Linked DNA regions of Zea mays: region 2 is linked to region 1. Evidence: chromatin contacts called from public Hi-C data. All regions are on one chromosome and are shown on one strand. The core of a region is the stretch at or near the end of the contact, and the rest is flanking DNA. Distances in the headings are between cores, read along the strand shown.

What was found. A called contact is a pair of places that touch in the nucleus more often than the background predicts.
Region 2: a contact with region 1 is called in a Hi-C map of leaf, with 5 times the contacts expected there. The contact joins the promoter of LOC100280237 here to the promoter of LOC100276204 in region 1. A contact is called at or near these places in 3 of 25 Hi-C or Micro-C datasets (leaf and tassel).

Annotation. Positions count from the first base shown.
Region 1 is chr4:97,845,122-97,847,821 of Zm-B73-REFERENCE-NAM-5.0, reverse strand. LOC100276204 reads right to left here and starts at 1,392. Exons shown (of 2, transcript NM_001150049.3): 1 at 1,203-1,392.
Region 2 is chr4:97,984,864-97,987,563 of Zm-B73-REFERENCE-NAM-5.0, reverse strand. It overlaps LOC100280237, which reads right to left and starts at 1,408. Exons shown (of 17, transcript NM_001326369.1): 1 at 1,189-1,408.

The sequences.
Region 1 (2,700 bases), core at 143-2,642:
CCTGTTTGGATGTGAAGTATTTTTAAAGTTTTAGAGAAACACCATGGTTTTGTGAAATATATTGGTGTTTTGGAGGACCATGAATTGTTTGGATGCAACAAACTTTATGGTTTTAAAAAACCATAGTACTGCTAAAACTGTAGTCATTTAAAGTTTTTAAAACCCTAGACCTCTTTTTACTAAACCATGACTTTGCACATTTATGGGTTCTAAAACTTTATGGTCTTTGGGAGATTTGCTCTGCAACATCTCCTCTTTTGTAATGTTTCCTTTCCTCTTTAATATATAAGATACGCAGTTCTCCTGCGCGTTCTCAAAAAAAAAAACTGTGGTTTCTTGATACCACAGTATATTAATACTCATTCATGCTTGGAATTGGTTGAACATGATATACCATCTCCTAAGTACAGCTTCAGTACTAACAAAAAATATAGTAAACCAAAAATTCTTAAAGCGTTTGTGCTAGTTTAGTTGGAACCTTAACTGAGCCATGGAGTTAGCATAATATTAGAACCAAAGAATACTGCCAATCAAAGTGGTTAATGAATTTCATTGAATCCAGGAAATTTGTTTCTTGGCCAAATCAAGTGCAGTGAAGCAGCACAAATACACTTTCCAAATTCCCACCGCTGTGAATAAGGCATTTAGCATTTCTATTTTTTTCTTCAAAAGTGATATGCATAAGATCTGAACCACAGCACCTGAGGAAATAAAATACAATAAATTCCATAAAAGGAAGACATACATGCTAATAGTTGGCCTAAATGCACAGCCGTTTTGCATTAAAAGCATACCATGAGATTCTAAAAAAAATGGCCAAGGATTAGGATCTAATCAGAACATGACTAAAACAAGACTCATTGGACAGTGGATCAAAACAAACTGAATTGGGAGAAAATTTGGGCAGGTGACTCGTAAAAGATGACTAAAAGAGAGCAGTGCACCAGTTAATTTTTGCAACAAAATCGAAGTTAGTAGGCATAATCCTAGGCCATGTTCGGTTATTCCTATTACATGTAGATTGGATGGGATTAAAAAAATTATGAAAGATTTTAACTTTTTGGTATTTTCCACTCAATCCCACCCAACCACGTGGATTGGATTGAGAGCAAAACCAACGAGCCCTCCGAATACGGAAAGCTTACATTAGGGTTTGGGCATTCAGAAAACACCACAAAAGGGAGGGGAAGAGATGGACGCACCTGACAGGTGCTCATCGCCATCAAACACCCAACGGAGATCTGACGTCCGGTGGCGGCGCCGCTGCGCAGTTGTCGCTGCCAGGAAAGAAAGAACTAGGGTGAACGCGATGACGGGCCACCCGAGGAGGAATGAAACGAGAAAATTGGCAATTTCCCCCTCCGCAAAATTTGTCATTCTTTGGGCTAGTTTGGTAACACAATTTTTTCGAGAGATTTTTATTTTCCTAAGAAAAATTATTTTATTTTTTCTTACGAAAATTGAAATTTATTGAGGAAACGGTGTTCCAAAACTAGCTCTTCGAAAGAGAAATAAGCTCAAACTTTTTCCTAATTGATTTTGGTGGTTAAATTGTCCAACATAAATAATTGAACTAACTAGTTTGCTCTAGATTATAAGTTCTACAGGTGCCAAAGGTTCAACACAAATCAATAAAAAGTCCAAGAAAAGGTTCAAATAAAAAGGAGCAAATAAAACCGAAGACAGCCCTGGTCTGCCGCACCGGACTGTCCGGTGCACCAGGGTGAATCCACTCGAACTGCTCAGCTTCGGGTTTCTGAAAATGGCGCTATAATTCACCGGACTGTCCGGTGTAGCACCGGACGGTCCGGTGTGCCAAGCGGAGTAACGGCTACAGCGCCAACGGTCGTCTGCAAAAGTGTACAGTGCGTGAACAGTGCGTGGACAGCGCGCTGCTGAAGTCAGAGCAGGCGCAGATGGCGCACCGGACAGTGAATAGTGACTGTCCGGTGCACCATCGGACTGTCCGGTGGCCCCACATGTCAGAGCTCCAATGGTCGAACCCTAACGGTTCGGTGACGTGACTGGCGCACCGGACAGTGTTTAGTTGAAGGCATCCAACCACCTTGCGCTTGCGCTTGGATCACTTTTCTTCTTCCTCCAACCACCAACACTTCAAGGCATCCAAGTTTTCAGCCAACACATTCAATACAAGAGCTAGTGCATTCAATACAAGACACAAATAGAGTGAATTAAAATCTCTCCAAGTCCCAATTCCACTCAAAGCAATTAGTGACTGGAAGAGAGAATTTTGTTGTGTTCTTTTGAGCTCTTGCGCTTGGATCGCTTTTCTTCTTCCTCCTTTCTTGTTCTCAACTCAATTGTAATTAAAGCAAGAGACACCAAGTTGTGGTGGTCCTTGCAGTGGACTTAGTGTCCCGTTTGATTGAAGAGAAAAGCTCACTCGGTTTAGGTGACCGTTTGAGAGAGGGAAATGGTTGAAAGAGACCCGGTCTTTGTGACCACCTCAACGGGGAGTAGGTTTGCAAGAACCGAACCTCGGTAAAACAAATCACCGTGTCATCCGCTCTTATTTGCTTGTGATTTGTTTTCGCCCTCTCTTTCGGACTCGATTATATTTCTAAACGCTAACCCCGGCTTGTAGTTGTGCTTAAACTTTATAAATTTTAGATTTGCCTATTCACCCCCCTCTAGGTGACTTTCAATTAGTATCAGAGCTCGGTACTTCATTAGAGCCTA
Region 2 (2,700 bases), core at 159-2,658, 140 kb before region 1:
TATTAGATAGTGTAACCTATGTCTTGTTTCCTATCATATTTAGCAACTCGCATTTTGCCAATATTTGCATTTTACCTTCCATAGGTAGCTAAAGAAATGATGGAAATGGAAAATATATGGGACACTTAAGTGGAACAATCTCAGTTTTCACATAAAATGCTTCCGTTTGAAAGCAAACCAAAAAACAATTCCGCCAACCATATTTATGGTCAGAGAACACCAGTCTCCCCACTTGTCAATAATTAAAAACAACACGGCAGGAGCTATTTCACGTATCGAAAACAAAACTGAAATATCAACAGTAAGAGCAAGTTTAATAATATAACCCATAGTAAGCTTCGTCATGTTGTCATGTCACATATATCCAACTAAAAGTCTATTCATATAATAACCCTTTCATAATATAAACTAAACATTTAATACTTGCTCCATCTCTTTCTCTCACAAAGTGTCTTGCAGCCCATTTTCAGCCTACCAGTGAGCAGTCCGCTTTCTTTATCTCTGTGTTTCTCTTTTTTCCACGTCACTAAAAATCTGACATAGCATCTCTTACAGCCCGCCTATGTCACCTTATTATACTTGCTCTAATCTAAGTACCACAGATATGCGGCAGGAATGTAAAGTGCACAGGTTGACAGTCCATGACATTTTGCTTTTATGTTTTATCCTACGTAGTAATTATTCGGCACGATCAGATTTCTCTAAAGGGAAACATGCAAAAATTGCGCACGGAAGGTTTGGCCCACACATGGCCCCAAATACGTGCCAACCACCCGCCCCAGGAGTCACGCAAACCCAGACACCTTTGTACGACAAGCGCGGACAGCGCAGATCAGCAATGCGCACAGATGACGCTGAATCCAAATCTAAATTCAAAAGTGCTAAATCCAAATCTAAATCCTATACTCTGCGCCGAGCAACAGGAACAGCCATGCAGAGCTGCGACCGTACACGCGTCCGCAGATCTGGCACTGGCACAACATAAACCCGAGCGATCTCGTGGAATTCCGACCTCGGCTAGCGGGCCCCGATGGGAGCAGGCTGCACAGCGTCGAATCGACGGTGGGGCACAGCCACAGCGCATAGATCAGGGTGGGAAGCGTTCCTAAACGCCCAGATCTGCGAGGTGACGCACCCAGGCAGCCACGAAACCAAGCGTGCACATCGAATCAAGGGGCAGGAGCTAACCTGTGGCCTCGGTGGGATCGCCCCGACGCGGCGGTGACGGAGGCGTGGAACAGAGGTAGATCTGGCCGCGCGGATAAGGGACGGGCACCTCCAATCCGGCGTCCTTATATAGGCACGGGGATGGGCGCCCCTCTCGCCGGCGTGCCGACGAGGCGAGCGCGAGGGGTCGCGAGCGCGCGCGTGAGGTTTTTGGGGTGTAGCGACTGGCGAGACGACGGGCGAGGGGATGCAAGAGGGAGCTGTGGGTGCTGAAGTGTGGTGGTTTATAAGGGAGGGCGCGACGCCAGCGGCCGGTCGCCCAGACCACCAAGCGAGGTGTAAGGAAGCAGGCCTGTTTTGGCTTTGGCTGGGGTTGCCGTCCCGTCCGCGTGCTCCCGGCGCCCGCGTCATCATGGGATGGATGGGCTCGACGAGGGCCTCTCGCTCGCTGAGAATTGGGCGTGGAGTGTTGCATGGAAGACGCGAGTTCCGAACAACAGCTGCGGTTGCAGGATACTTGTTTGATTCGGTGTAAGAGATGACGCCACGTGAGGTCAATGCTTGTCCGAGCGACTTCCTTTTGCTTTCCCGTCCTGCTATCCGGCTAGGCTGACGTGTTCCCTCCTTTCTTTTGCTAAGGAGAGTGTTTGTGACAAAAGTTTACTCCGTGTCACAATGTTTAAATACTAATTATAAATATTAAATATAGTATAATTATAAAACTAATTATATAAAGAAAGAATAAACAATAAAACAAATTTATTAAGCCTAATTAATATATAATTAGCAAATATTTCTTGTACCAACAAATCATATACGAATTAGTTTTAATAAACTCATCTTACCGTTTAGAAAGAATAAACAATGAGACAAATCTATTAAGTCTAATTAATCTTGTCGGGGACCATAATTAGGGGTACCCCAAGACTCCTAATCTCAGCTGGTAACCCCATCAGCACAAAGCTGCAAAGGCCTGATGGGTGCGATTAAGTCAAGGCTCGGTCCACTCAAGGGACACGATCTCGCCTCGCCCGAGCCCAGCCTCGGGCAGGGGCAGCCGACCCCGGAGGATTCATGTCTCGCCCGAGGGCCCCCTCAAGCAACGGACACACCTTCGGCTCGCCCGAGGCCCAGTCTTCGCCGAGAAGCAACCTTGACCAGATCGCCACGCCAACCGACCGCATCGCAGGAGCATTTAATGCAAAGGTGGGCTGACACCTTATCCTGACGCACGCCCTTCAGTCGACTGAGCCGAAGTGACCGCAGTCACTTCGCCGCTCCACTGACTAGCCTGACAAGAAGACAGCGCCGCCCGCGTCGCTCCGACTGCTGTGCCACTCGACAGAGTGAGGCTGACAGCGGCCAAGTCCGGCCTCGGGCGCCATAGGAAGCTCCGCCTCGCCCGACCCCAGGGCTCAGACTCGGGCTCGGCCCCGAAAGACGACGAACTCCGCCTCGCCCGACCCCAGGGCTCGGACTCGGGCTCGGCCCCGGAAGACGACGAACTCCGCCTCGCCCGACCCCAGGGCTCAG